Linked DNA regions of Mus musculus: region 2 is linked to region 1. Evidence: chromatin contacts called from public Hi-C data. All regions are on one chromosome and are shown on one strand. Each heading gives the region's core, a stretch centred on a gene start, on an enhancer-like site or on the middle of the called end of the contact. The rest is flanking DNA. Distances are from core to core; before and after follow the strand shown. Region 1 has its middle 19 kb from the start of Gm45943. Region 2 overlaps Gm38822 (a long non-coding RNA gene).

Region 1 (7,582 bases), core at 1,937-4,436:
ATAGGAATTAGGGGAAGGTTTTGGTTATCCTCTCTATTTTTGGAATTAATCTCTGCACTTCTCTTAGGGACACAGTACATGCTGAGCATCCCTTGATCCAAAATAGTTGGGGCCATAAATGATTCAGACTTGAGAATATGTGTATGCATTCCTTAAACTCTGAGGATCAGACCCAAATCTAAGTGCAAGACATGTTTACATTTCCTTATTCACATATACTTTGCAGTACAGTCTGCAGGCAACTGTACCTGCATTTTTACTGTGATGTGTTACAGAAGGCCACTTGTGCAATATTCAACATTTTGTTATTTTCTCCAAATGTTTCAGACTATGGAATGCTTCAGTTTTGGGGCTTTTGGATTTGGGGTTTTACTTGCATTGTTTCTGTGTTCTTGGGAGTGGAAGGGCAAGTTCAAGAGAACCCCGTTTAATGCTTGCTCCCATCATAGCTGCCACTCTGCAAGGCCTGCAACCTACATGCTCCTCTGCAAGGCTCAGTCTTTGAATAGTTTCAGGTCAGGCAGACAATTTTAGAAGCCATATCTAATAACCCCTGTAAGTGTGGACCCTTTCCTTGCCCAAGAGTCGCCCCGAGTAGATCTCCTTGGGGCAGCATTATCCAACGTGTATTTCTAGACCAGCACTAATTGACAAACTTATGGTGATTATTACTGGGTATTAATTGCAAATCCACAGACATTATCCTAATCCTATTAAATCAGAATCCTGGAGAGCGGTTTCCTAAATCAGTATTTTCCTTATGGCTTTGGGAGGGGTGGTGCTGCTGCACTTGAACCAGGGTTGTGAGGATGTCTTCCTACTGACCTACACCCTGCTGTTGAGCTAATATACCCTGAGAATTGACATTTACTGAGGCTCACCACATGTAACTATTGATAAATACTAGTTTCTATCAGTAGTTCTCAACCAGGATCAATTGTACTTCTTATGTAAGATTATTAAATAAAACACACTTTTTAAATATAAGTATCTCCTGTATAATAATTTTAATCTAAGACTCAGGTTCCATTTGTATCTGTTAATAATCTCCTTCTCCCTCCCCCCATGCAAGCAATCCTAATTAAATACAGTGGGACACATATAAACCACACACGCGTGCACACACACAGACACAGACACAGACACACACACACACACACACACACACACACACACAAAATAACCAGAAGGGGGAAGACAAAATTTAGTGGAGGGTGGGAGGAAAGGAGGATAATGAGGAGAAAGATAAAAAGTATATTTTATATGTGTGTGTGTTCAAAATTGAAAAATAAAAAGAATCACTACAGAAAAAGAAAAAAGAAAATCTTCCAATATATGCTCCTCAGAGGGCTCTCAGTCTCTGCATGGACTTAGTGCTGAGTATTGGGTATAAGGCATGCTTTGCCCCCTAAGTTTCTGCTTCCCTGTGTATGTTTGAGGATCTCAGACCCATGATCATTATGCTCTTGCCATAGAGTACAACAACAGGTCAGAGAAGTCTGGTTACCTCTCATCCCTCTAGCTTACCATGGAAGTTGTACCACAGTCTCTCTAACAGTGAAGCTGTACCTGCTGACCTTTGAGATCACTGCTGTCATCCTGAGGTTAGGGTATCCATTTCCATGTCAATCACACCTACCATTCTGTCTGACCTACAGAGTTCTTCAGATTTAAGTCATCTATTATTATGTCTTCTTTGTGTCTGGCTCACCAAAGCATTTATTAGATGTGAGCCATAGCTACCAGTTTTAAAATACGTATGTATGTATGTATGTATGTATGTATGTATGTATGTATGTATGTGTATATGTGTCTGTCCAAGTGTATGCATTCTTATTGTAAGTACACACATTTATCTACATGCATGGAGGCCAGAAGAGAGAGTCAACATACCCACCTTTATTACCCTGTGCCTACTTCTTTGAGCCATGATCCCTGCCTGAATGTGAAACTCATTTTCTTGGTAGGATGGAAGCCAGAAATCCCCAGTCATTCTCTTGTCTCTGGCCCGTCCGAGAGTGGGGGTTACAGGCATACATGAGTCGTCCAACTTGAAACATAGATGCTGCAATTCAAACTCTGACTTTTATGATTATACAGCAAGCACTCTTAACAGCTGATCCAGTTCTCTAGTTCCAATCTATTCATTTTTAAACATTTATTTGGTTAGGGGTGCATGCGATGATACTATAGAGCGTATGTAAAGGTCAGAGAACAACTTGGAGGAGTTGATTCTCCCCTTCCACCATGTGGGTCCTAGTGATTGATCTTTGGTCATTGTGCTTAACAGCAAGTGTCTTTAGCTTCTATGCCACCTGCTGACTCTCATCAGTGAATTTTTAATGTACTGATGGAAGTATTATCCCAGAGAGTCAAGTTGAAGATGGACATGCCCCATCTCCTGGCTGAACATAATGGGCCCATTATTTCTATAAATGTTGCTATCTTTTGTCTAAATTTTGTTAGAGATTTTCTGATTTTTCAATTGCGGACTCTAGAACTTTATTAGCTATCCTTTTTAAACTGTTACTGCCACCTTCATTATTCCACCAACATGCTATATTCTAAATCCTTGGGGTCTAATTCCTTGGGAATTGTGCTCTCATCAATGACTTTGATTTAATTTCTTTGGGTGATTGGGATTCCAAGGCTGGCCTTAAACTTGCTGTTTGCTGTTCATCTGACTCAGCCTCCTTAGCGGTGGGATTACAGATAGGAGAGGCCATACTTAGCTTTCATGACTGCAACCCCCAAGAACCACACATCCCCAGCTCTTCCTAAGTGGACAACTCCTAAAGCAGCATGGTTTTAGGATGAGGTCACTCCCTCTGGAGGAGGCCCAAGTTTCTGTCTCTGACAGTTAGTCCAGATATTTATTGCTGCCTACAAAACCATCTCACATTTAGGTCAGCAATTTATTACTAATCTCTTTGTTTGAGTAGAGTGGGTTTGAAAGAGAACCCAAGGACAAGACTAGAGAGCTGATGGAATTTGTGGGGGTTTTTGAAGAGTGTTGTTGTAAAAGAGAGCAGAGCAATAGAACAATTGGAAGGAAATGTGGGATTAAGAGAACGATTGAAAAAACTGAAGAAGAAAAAAAAAAGAGAGAACGACTGAAGATGGGGTAAATAAATACCAACATGTTTATGCTGTGCCAAGTGGTCTGGAAGACTTCATATTTATAAGATGACACAGAGGAGAAAGGGGAAAGGGCTGTCACTGAGCAAGGAAAGAAATGGGATTTGATGCAAAGCAGCTGCCCTGGCCTTTACTTAGAAAGGTAGACTGCTCCTCTCATTACAGTAAGGTGGGCACTGCCAGTAATCTCAAAGTTCCCCTTTGCTTCAATTTTCTCAGTAAAGCAGGAAATGATATTATCACTCAAGAATGATACACACATGTGCATGGGGGGGTGAATATGATTGGGAGAATGAATGAATGAATGAATGAATGAATGAATGAATCAGATGACTATTGAAATAGGAAAATAAGGACAAGGACAGGAGTGATGGCACATAGCAAGACTTTCTCTTTCCCCCTCCCCCCACACACACACAGAAAGAGAGAGAGAGAGAGACAGAGAGAGAGAGAGAGAGAGAGAGAGAGAGAGAGAGAGAGAGAGAGACTGCAAAAGGCTAAGGCTAGCTGCCATACAGTATCAGCTGTATACCAGTGAGACATCAGAATTCTTGACCCTGAATTTAAACTCAGATGAGTCATTATTCTTATATGTTTTCCCCAGTTTCATGCAGGATGAAAAAAAAATAGAGAAGTTAGTTAGTGGGTTTTGTCTAGAGTCTGCCTAGGTAAAAGAGGGAGTTTAGGTGCTCTCAGAGGTGTGAATACAACAAAAGATTGTGGACTTTCAGCAGGTGTGGGAACATGGGAACTAAAGAAGACCACACAGGATGCAGCACAGTGAGGGAGTGGTGAGCAGGTTCTTGAGAGCTTCTTGAGGGGTCTCCAGGAAGAATTGGGTTACTAATGGTGACTTGAAAGGGAGAGAAATTGGAGGTGGCAACCCCCAAGACATTACCTGGGAGAACTTTGCAGAAGCAGGGAAGAGTGTTGGGAAGGTCATCTGTGTACTGAGTTACTAAGATCTGAGACAAAAGGCATGCTGGACAGTGTCAAAGATGGCAGTGGTGGTGAGACTCCGATAGGGACAAAGTTTAAGGATGTGGAATTCAAAGCTGAGGTTTAGTGAGGACTGTTAGATGGTCCAATTTGGAATGTTAATAGTTCGTGTTACTTTCTCCTCTAGGAATAAGCAACATCAGAATGTGAATGTCCTAATGCTTTTAGGAAAACTTGTTTGTGTAAAGATGTTTCATGCTTTAATCACCAGAGGGTGCCAGAGTCAAGCAAATGATTCTTCTTCTCTTCATATGTGTATACAATATAGGTTGAGTATATACATACTCTACTGGGCCCCCCTCCAGACCCTTGAGAACTCACCCCCAGCACATTTTCCCCTCAGCTTCATGTCATAAACACACACACACACACACACACACACACACACACACACACACACACACACACACGTCTGAAACAAATATCCAGTTAGTGCTGCTTGTATGTACTTAGGTACTTTTAGTTTTCATCTGTAGCTGAGATAATCTTCAAGTAGTGGAAGGAGGCACTATTTATATTGGAGAGGGGAAATGTGTAAGTGAGAATTTGCCACATAAACTAGGACATGTGTTCTGCTCTCCATACAAATCTCCAACTTCTTATATTTTTGTTTGTGAACCTAGTCTTTAGTGGCTCGGCCATCTCTCCAGCTCCAAAGCTCTAATTTCTATAATTAAAATGAAAACGGAGAAAGTGGACAAACTGGCCTTCACCTTGATGGTGGGGAAACCCTCTCCTCTTTACTCCACCTCCCTAACTATCTTTACTGCACACTTCATGTTTCCCTTTGATATAATGAGACAATGTTTCAAATAAGAGAATTGTTGCATTCAGAAAAGTAGGTAGGGCATCCAAAACTAGCCTGAAGTATTTAAATTCTAACAGCTTTGGTTTTTGTCTTCTATGGCAATTCTTCTGAACTTGTCTTAGTTTTAGATACGCCTTTCATGCTAAGTACATTAAAACCCATATGTCCAGACCCCTTTGGAGTGTGTGTGTAGGGGGGTCCTGCCTGGCACTTCTGTAGGTCAGAGGACAACTCTAAGGTATAGATTCTCTTCCTTCCACCTTGTGAGATCCACAGATCAAACACAGATTTCCAGTCCTGTGATTGTTTGCCTCTACTGACTGAGTTATCTCAAGACTCACAAATGATTTTTCTATTTAAGTATTTCTGTTAAATTTTTTTATCTTTTAATTAGCCAAAACATTCTCATTCTCTTTCTGTGTCTCTATCCCTCTGTCTCTGTCTCTGTCTCTGTCTGTCTCTGTCTCTGTCTCTGTCTGTCTCTGTCTGTCTCTGTCTGTCTCTCTCTCTGTCTCTCTCTCTCTCCTGAATAAGGAGAAAGCAAGCTAGGCACCAGAATCCATCTCTTTCTGCTTCCTGGATGCAGATGCAGTGTGATCAAATGTCCCGGCTGCCAGAACTGCCTCGCCATAATGCAATATGCCCTCAAGCTCAGAGACTAATAAACCCTTTCTTCCTAAAGTTTCCTTTGTTAAAGTATTTTATCACAGTGTAAGAAAAGTAGGTAGTACATATTTTTATTTCAAGCAGAGGATATTTAGTTTGTATGTGATTTAACATTTAAACGTGTGAAGACCTTCACACGTTTAAATGAGCACAGTATTTAGATTTTCAGAACAGACATGTTTCAGAAATAAAGGACTTATCACCAAGGCACAAACGCAGGCAACCCTTTCAGTCCTCTTAAAACCCAGGCAAAAAGGCATGGATAATTAGTGAAAATAGCAAATACCAGAAGTTACTGTTTTGCCCTTAAGTTATCTGTGGCAAAGCTGTACTGCTATATTCTCTCATCTTCTCCTTCTCCCTCTCCTCCTATACCTCCCCCACTCTCCTGCCCCCACTGCATGAGAACACTTGCCATTTGCTTGAGTAAACTAGCTTTGCTTACACTTTTACTTTATTTTTATTTTTATTTTCACTTTATTTTATTATGCAAGAACACTATGGTACTGGAAACACAAATACCCTGTGGCCCACAGTCTTTCCACAGAATTGGTCAATGTGTGTATCGTTTGTTTCTTTCCACAGCCTTAATTTTGCTCTTTTTTTTTTCTGTAAGGTCTGCCTTTATTTGTTACTTGACCTTTTTCCCTTACTAGTTTTAATATTCTTTCTTTGTTTAATGCTTTTGATGTTTTAATTATTATGTGACAGGAGGAATTTTTTTCTGGTCCAATCTATTTGGAGTTCTGTAGGCTTCTTATATGTTCATGGGCATTTCTTTCTATAGGTTAGGGAATGTTTCTTCTATAATTTTACTGAATTACCGGCCCTTTTAGTTGGGAATCTTCACTCTCTTCTATACCTATTATCCTTTGGTTTAGTCTTCTCATTGTGTCCTGGATTTCCTGGATGTTTTGGGTTAGGAGCTTTTTGCGTTTTGCATTGTCTCTGACTGTTGGGTCAATGTTTTCTATAGTATCTTCTGCACCTGAGATTCTCTCTTCTATCTCTTGTATTCTAGTGGTGATGCTTGCATCTATGACACCTGATCTCTTTCCTAGGTTTTCTAACTCCAGGGTTGTCTCCCTTTGTGCTTTCTTTATTTTTTCTATTTTCATTTTTAGATCTTGAATGGTTTTGTTCATTTCCTTTGTCTGTTTGGTTGTGTTTTTCTGTAATTCTTTAAGGGATTTTTGTGTTTCCTCTTTAAAGGCTTCTAGCTGTTTATCCATGTTCTCCTGTATTTCTTTAAGGGAGTTATTTATTTCCATCTTAAAGTTCTCTCTCCCCATCATGAGAAGTAATTTTAGATCAGAATCTTGCCTTTCCAGTGTGATAGTGTATCCAGGACTTGCCGTGGTAGGAGAATTGGGTTCTGATGATGCCAAGTAACTTTGGTTTCTGTTGCTTATACTTTGAGACTTTTAAATTGATTCCAGACTATTTAAAATTAAGGTTTAGCTCAAAGAACATAACAGAAAACAATGCCTGTTCAGCTTTGATAGGTTAAATTTGTAGCTATGCTCGTTTTGCCAATCGTATTTAAATTTGGTAGAGTGGAGGAGTTTGTATGGAAATAAGTTTGATAGCAAGTCCCAAGTTGTTGCAATATGTGACAGTTAAATGCAAAATATGATTGCAAGTTCCATGAAAACAGGAAGATAGGTTGGGCTTGAACAATGCTGGTGGGTCACTGAAGGTACTGCCAGTTCTTAGTGTGGGCTTAGCTTTCTCATGGTTGCTTCCTCCTTGGCCAGAAGCTCTTTGCTTTTTCCTGAGGCACATCCAGTAGCAGGGACACAAAAGGAAATGTCCAAAGAATCCCTGGAGTTCCCTTTTCTTCAGCTCGCACTGGCAGGAAACCCAAAAACCTTCTCACTTCTCTAAAGTATAATCACCAAAGATGTTTCGATTTGATTTCTTTGAAAATCATTGAAAAGTCTTCACAAAACACCAGCAGGGTACAATGTT
Region 2 (7,582 bases), core at 3,481-5,980, 150 kb after region 1:
CAGTTTGGTGAAGTAGCCCCAAACTCTCAGTGGGACAAGGCTTTATAAGAAATCGTAGCAAGTAAAGGGGTGTCCATTCTGGCAAGCATCTAATTGAATGGCTATTGTAAGCCAACAGGTGGGTGTTCTGAAGCAAGATCGTATATAATCACAAATGGTCCAAAAGTATATCTGAACAGACGAATCTTTGATTAACGTTTGCTAGGAAGCAGCTAGGGAGTATCTCTCGCCAGGCAAAAGCTGTAGGGTCCTTTCTGATACTTGTGTGCAGTTCGGGTTCAGTTGCTGGTTAATTTTTTTTTTTTTTAATGGAGGCCAGTCCCAAGATGGAGTAACCATTTGAAACCTCAAAGCCCACTCATGTTACAGGATATTTGATTATTGTACATAGAAAACCTAATTGTTAGGAAAATATAAAGCTTAAACAGATGAAAGTTGCAGTTAGATGTGGCCTGGATAGAAGCAGTTTAGGTATGCCTCTGAAAGCCTCCATAGATAAGAATGCTAAGGAATGAAAAGTTCCTGCGGGTTTTAAGACTCGGTGTTTGGGAGAGGTCCTGTGGAATTTGCTCTATGACCCAAGGCAAAAGTCAGCTGGATAGCCCTGGGCTACCCCACCTTAAAAGTAAAAAGGTTCATCTCTACTGACTTGGCTTTGAGCCCAGTGCCCCATGATGGTGACTTGATTCAGTCTGCCAAGGGTGTAGGCAAGAAGTTGGAGATTTCTCTGATATGCAATTGGACTTTTGATAAGCTCATTTGGTTTTTCGAGGGACCATGGCCCTGGCTCTCCGCTTAGCTCAGAGATTGGCTGCCTGCTGGCCCCACTACTGATTTGCCTGTTCTCCACCAATAGCCAGCTACCTTTTTCCTGGAAGCTGCAATCTCGATCCCAGCCCCTCCCAGCTTAGCTTCCGCAAGCCGCCATTCACACCCAGTTTCTATTTCTACCACCTTTGTTCCATGGAATGAAAAATCCGCTGAGAGTTTTATTACTTTAGAATTTGTCTACATGAGCTGGAGAACTGGCTCAGCAGTTAGGAGCACTGACTGCTCTTCAAAAGGTCCTGAGTTCAAATCCCCGCAACCACATGGTGGCTCACAATCATTCATAATGAGATCTGACAGCCTCTTCTGGTATTTCTGAAGACAGCTACAGTGTACTTAGATATAATAAATAAATAAATCTAAAAAAAAAAAAGAATTTGTTAAAAAACAAAAAAGAATTTGTCTACTAGCACAATTGCTAGGCACAGAATCTCCAGCCCTAATCTTATCAGCTATCAGCTAGCTCCCACCAACCTCCTTGGTCCTGACCAAGGCGGAGGCTGCAGGCCCTACGTGCCCCAAAGCCTTACGTGACTACAGCTTTCTTCTTCCAATGCATGGTTCCAAAAAGCCCTTCCCTTTCCTCCAGTCTCTTTTTCCTCCTGGGACTCAGAAGTCCCATCTGCCCCTTTTGTCCATGAATTGGCTCCAGGCCTTCTTTATCAACATAATCAAGAATCAATTAGGGAACCTGATGATAGTAGCAGTTCCTCCCCTTACAGCACTGCCTTATCATAGCAATAACAATAAGACAGGAAGTGTCTTTTCCTGTCTATTTGATGTTTCAATGTCTCTTGTATCTTTAATAGGCATCTCTTTCCTTCCTTCCATTTTGGGAATTTTCCTCTATGATTTTTTTTAAAATGCCTCCATGCCTTTGACCTGTATTACTTTCTCTTCTTCCATACCTGTGATTTTTTTTTCTTTTTATAGTTTTTCAGGTTCCCTGAATAGCCATTCCTATATGTATGCATGTGTATATTTAACATTTGTTTTTACTAAGTGATAATTTTCCTTTCCCTTGTCTTTGAGACCTGATCTTCTCTTGTCTACCTAATCTAATTTATTGGTGATACTTTCCCCAGAGCTCTTTGTTTGACTTCCTAAGTTCATTTCATTTTGGATATTCTTTAGAGAGTCTTTTTATTAAAATGATATTTTCAGATCTTGAATTGCTTTCATAGTTTAATTTAGTTGTTTATGTTTTCATAGTTTTAATTCAGGCATTTGTTCATGTCTTCTTTGAATTCCTTAACATATTTATAGTTGTTGTTTTGAAATTACTGGCTGGAGTGGTATTATATGCCTTTAATCTCATCACTCAGGAGGCAGAAATAATCAGATCTCTGTGAGTTCAAGGCCACTCTGGTGTAGATTGCAAGTTCAAGAACATCCAGGACTACATAGAGATACCCTATCTTAAACAAACAAGAATAAAAGAAAAAAAAAAGAATATACTGCCTTGCACATGAGCTAGGTTGCTTTACTCAGAGAACAGTACAGTTGGAGGGATAATTTCCAAAGGAGATATATTTCTTACTCATGTTTATTGTGTTTTGGAGATTTGACCTAGGCATGAGTTTACATTTTTTCTAATGTTTCTTAGTGCCACTATCTGACATTCTCTTTGTTGGATTGTTTGGAATCTTCTTTACTATTACCCTAACTTGCCCGGCTGTGCACTGGCAGAATGGTGCTTGGTGTTCAGTAGTGGAATGACTCTTTGTTGGTGTGAGAATTGGGAATCAGAACTAGCCTTGGCTTGGCTAAGAATAGCTGTTCCTTCTGAGTTGGGAGTAACATCATCTGGAGGCTTAGAAGATTCTCCCTGCTGATCTTCAGGAGTTTGTAGAGGGCTCACTGGGTTTGCAGGGGATCCTGGCATTCAGGTTTGTATTCCCTGAGGTGTTGGCACTGGGTAGGACGGTGAGTGGAGTGACAGAGAGACAGTCTGATAGGGGAATGGGTTCAGGAAACTGCAGGTAGTTCTGTGTAGCATTCCACATGGTGTCTGTGTCGTGTCAGGCAATGTAGGAGATGGGCTAATGACAGGCAAATAGAAGGGGGACTGGGTCTAAGCAATACTTGTGAGTTGGACTCCACATAGTACCAGTGTTGCCAGGATGATGAATGTTGCTATCATATTTTTTGAAAAAAATATTTTTTCTATGAACAATGACAATGAAAAATAAAATGTATATATTCACTCACAAAACTATATGTTATAAAATTTTATAAAAATACAAAATAAAATATAACAAAACATTTATACACTGATCTCTGAACAAGGGAATCATTTATTTGCTTACCCATGTACTCTGCATTTATTTATTTACCGTTTATACTTAAAAAAATGAAACCTTCAAATTCAACAGCCAACACAAAAGAGGAGAATCTATGCTCATCCCAATTTTTGTTGTACAATCATATTTTAAGTTTATAGAGCATATTTTAAAACTATGATGAAAAGATAGTAAAATTTGAGAAAGCGATAAAAAATGTTGAAACAAGTGGTCTTAGGTTTGGGGTTTTGGCTCTACCAACATTGCTGTTCAACTTTTTATTATACTCTCTGTGTGTGTATGCTCTCAAAGGTGAGTGCCAAGGTATGTTGCAGAATATTTGATCCCACCATGAACCCCAAGACTGTGTTATTTACTGGAAAAAAAAACTGTTTCTCCTTGTGTGGCTCAGTCCTAGCACCCACATAGCTCTTAATTCAAGAGCTCCCTGCTTGAATATTGTAAACAGGACTAAATGAAGGCAACCATAGGTCAAGAGGCAGAACAAGCAATTATTTGACAGGAAGTGAACATAGGATTATTAGGAAAAAACCCACAGAGAGTAAGTCAGAGGACAGATACAGAGACTCACAGGTAGTAGAAGGGAGGGACATTTAGTTTGAGGGTTTTTGTTTTGTTTTTGTTTTTGTTTTGACAGTGTGAGAGAACATTGGCTAAGGAGGAAGGTCATCTGGTTAGTTTCTCCACCTCTCTGAGCTAGCAGGTTTCACCCCAGTATTTGGCTCCTGAGTCTTTATTGGTAAAATTGAACACTTTAGTGAAATTGAAGTTGCCTTGGAGACCCCTAGATATTAGAGGTGCCAGAGCAGTTGGGTATCTGCTAGGGAAATCTGCTAACAGGGAATGGAACCAGTCTAAGAGAAAGGATTGTGTTTTAGTCAACAAAGCTGAAAGAAGTTGAACATCAGACATGGAGATGCAGCATTTGGAGTCTGCCCAGCTGGCATTTGGTCCTTTTCAGTCCAGTATTTCCTCACTATGACATTTTAGAATGGTAATGTATCTTCTATGATTTTGGAAGTATGTGATCTGCCTTTTTATTTTGATTTTATAGGGGATTAGAGTCAAGAGATTGCATGACTCTCACCAGAGTCTTTGAACTTTTAAATATTGTTGAGATTGTGATAGACTATGGGGACTTCTGAAGTTGGACTAAATGCATTTTGCATTATGTTTTGGCTAGAAACCTATGGGGGCCAGGGAGTTGAATGTGGAGATGTGGCCCCCATAGATTCATTTGTTTGACTACTTGGCCCATAGGGAAGGGCACTATTAGGAGGTGTGCCACGTGTAGAGATCAGAGGACAATGAGTAGGAATCAATTCTCTCCTTACACAATATCCTTCCTGAGGACCAAAGTAGGCTTGCTGAGTTGAATCTGGCTGCAAGTGCCTGTATCCACTGAATTATCTTATCATCCCCAGTTTAATGTTATAAGTTAATTTTAGGATTTGTTTTGCATTAATAAAATGAAAAAGCTTACAGTACCTCCCTTACGTACTGGTTCTATATGTGATAATAGGATGGTCTATGAAGAGTGATCAGGAGAGGCCCCAAGGCAAGGGCTCCATCCAAAGTAATTGCTGTCATTCATTGACTGTGAGTCACTTCCTTTTTCTGACTTCCCCTTCCCTGAGGCAAGAGGTTGTGTTTTTGTGTTTCCAACAGCATCCATCTCTCTCTCTCTCTCTCTCTCTCTCTCTCTCTCTCTCTCTCTCTCCATTCTCTCTCTCCATTTTGTTCCTTTTTAGTACATAACTGTGACCTGTAACTTGAGTGACATTATTTAAAATATTTTCCTCACAATTCATTAGAGCAGGATCAAGCTGTTTTCTTTACCATGTTCCCTCTGTATTTAACACACACTGTACAGCATACACACAAACTATATATAACATACATAATTTGTGCTGGAATTTAGTAGACCAATAAACATTGTTAAATGACTAATGAATCAATAACTAAATCATATTTATTTTATAAATAAATGAATCATTCTTATTTTAATAAGGCTATAAAATCTTTATCAAAAATATTTCGTAACAAATAATAGAGCATAAAGCACATGCAAACTTGCTGGCTTCAAGTTTCATTCCAGGGTCTGATGATTTCAGTCAGAATAATGATCTTCATTCAGCCCCTTCTCCTCCTGAAGCATTTATTCTTGTGAATTCTATGTTTACTTCCAAATGCCAAGTAAATAGATGCTTGCAAATATCTTATTTGGGTTAAAATATGAATTCTCTGTGGACAATTTGAAAAACAGAGAGTGACTGAGAGGCTCTTGAGGGCGAGGGAAGAAAGGTAACTTTTCTACTTCCTTTTTCCCAGAGCTGTCTTATCAGGCTTTGCTCATTGTCAGAAGGGCCTCTGTATAGGGAAGACTTTCTGGTAAGTGTGTGTGTGTGTGTGTGTGTGTGTGTGTGTGTGTGTGTGTGTGTGTGTTTATGTCTATGTGTCCTGTGTGTGTGTGTGCGCCCACGTACACCACGTACAAAAGTGTATAACACACACACACACTTTCTGTTTCAAATATTTTCTTGTCCCACAAGTCATTTAACGCCACTAGATTATTTTTAAATAGAAGTCAATTATACTTCATTAGTTACTTTCCTACTGCTATGATCGAATACCATGACCAACACTACTTATAAAAGAGTTTATCTGAGCTTATGGTTCTAGAAGGATAAGAGTCCAAGTTGGCAGAATAGAAGCATCACAACTGGAGCAGGAACTTCTTGAATAACAAGCACCGAATAGAGAGAGCAAATTAGAAGTAGGAATGGTTTTCTTATTCTCCAAGCCTATCTAAGTTACACACTTCCTCCAGATGGCCAAACCTCCTGAAACTTCCCCAGAAGAACTACCCAAAAAGGGAGCTAAGTATTCAAACACATGAGCCTGTGGGGATATTTTTATTCAAACTGCCACAACACCAGCCAGCTAGCTCAGAAAAGTAGCCACTCTGTAGCTCCTTGTCCTATCTTCATAAAACACCCATTTAGGGTGGCTTTCCCCATCCATCAATCCATCCATCCATCCATCCATCCATCCATCCATCCATCCATCCATCTATTCACCCACCCACCCATCCATCCATCTATGGATCTATCTATAACATATCTATTGACCTTACTCCTCATGTTAGCCATTTGTCTCTACCATGACATCACACCTTATAGGAACAAGTTGAGGAAGGATTTATTTCAGTTCATGTTTTTTAGAGCATGCTAGTGTGGATAGCATTGTAGAGTTTGTGGCAATAGGAAGATGTAAACCAGAAAGCATGAACAGGACAAAGCAGGACTGGGTGATAAACCTCAAGGCTTTCCCAGTGCCCAACATCTGCCAGTCAGACCTCCATGTCTTAAAGGGTTCATTACCTCCCAACACTGTGCCTCCATGTTGGAACCAAATGTTCAAAACCATGAATAAGTATCCATCTATTTTGCTGCATTTGAGGAATAAAAGGAGGCCAATTCATTTGGGTGCAGTTGTATAAACATATTTTACAATAAAATAACAGCTGAGATTCCTCTGGGTTCTGGAGATTGATCTGACACAATAAATGAATAGTTAAAAAATGCTAACATAGGGCAGTAGTGGCACATGCCTTTAATCCTAGCACTTGGGAGGCAGAGGCAGGCAGATTTCTGAGTTCGAGGTCAAGCCTGGTCTACAGAGTGAGTTCCAGGACAGCCAGGGCTATGCAGAGAAACCCTGTCTCGAAAAACCAAAAATCAAATAACAACAACAACAACAACAACAACAACAACAACAACAAAAAGTTGCCTATTATACTATTGAAGCAAGCCTTCATTTGACCTTTTCTGTTTACCACAGATGCATCTGAGGCACAGCCTGACACACTGAGAAAACAAAGTGGCCTGAGGTCAGCTGAAGAATCCACTGCAGGACATTGTCTTCTTAGTAGGCATTCAGGTGTCAGAAGCCAAAATACTACCCGAGTTAGAGGACAGCAAAGGTTTGTTGTTTCTTGTCATTCTTTAACCTAACAGGAAGAGGACATTAATGAGGACTAAGTTACAGACAAGCTCTGATATATGCATACAGCAAGAATAGACTTGAATGGTGCTGATTTCCTTTGTCAGTTATTTTCAGGGACATCTTGTAGCTTAGTAGTAAACACCATCAGCAGAAACATGAATACCTAGATGATTTGGAGATGTGATACTAAATTGCTGGAAATATGATTGATCACTCCACTCTTTCAAAATTTAGTGGAAATGAAAACTCTACATGGAGTTGGGTGGTCACGGTACATGTCTTTAGTCCCAGCACTCAGGAGGAGGCAGAGACAGGTGGATCTCTGAATTCAAGTCCAGTCTGCCCCTCATCCCCCAAAAAAAGAAAGAAATCTCTGTAATCTGTGTGTGTGTGTGTGTGTGTGTGTGTGGTGGTGGTGGTAGTGGTGATGGTGGTGTTGGTGG

Evidence for each region. Hi-C and Micro-C count contacts between places; a contact is called where the count stands out from the background.
Region 2: a Hi-C map of the STO cell line shows a contact between it and region 1, with 2.4 times the contacts expected there. The contact joins two enhancer-like sites. A contact is called at or near these places in 1 of 39 promoter capture datasets (hematopoietic stem and progenitor cells), 8 of 15 datasets of contacts at CTCF or cohesin (the G1E-ER4 cell line, the NIH/3T3 cell line, embryonic stem cells and 5 more), 118 of 484 Hi-C or Micro-C datasets (the AML12 cell line, the AtT-20 cell line, the BV-2 cell line and 67 more), 33 of 115 datasets of contacts at active chromatin or transcription factors (PVALB interneurons, Th17 cells, astrocytes and 20 more) and 6 of 9 other capture datasets (adipose tissue, embryonic stem cells, embryonic tail and 3 more).

The regions. Positions count from the first base shown.
Region 1 is chr6:58,599,510-58,607,091 of GRCm38.p6, forward strand. It overlaps a transcript of Abcg2 not described here. Among named protein-coding and RNA genes, the nearest start is that of Gm45943, 19 kb to the left of the region's middle. Within about 2 kb of position 3,187, at least 24 of the 459 cell types and tissues checked have an H3K27ac peak or open chromatin away from gene starts, as enhancers often do. A contact at or near this core is called in the STO cell line, where this site is marked.
Region 2 is chr6:58,752,056-58,759,637 of GRCm38.p6, forward strand. It overlaps Gm38822 (a long non-coding RNA gene), which reads right to left. Exons shown (of 3, transcript XR_869136.2): 3 at 6,290-7,143. Among named protein-coding and RNA genes, the nearest start is that of Gm38822, 58 kb to the right of the region's middle. Within about 2 kb of position 4,731, at least 11 of the 459 cell types and tissues checked have an H3K27ac peak or open chromatin away from gene starts, as enhancers often do. A contact at or near this core is called in the STO cell line, where this site is marked.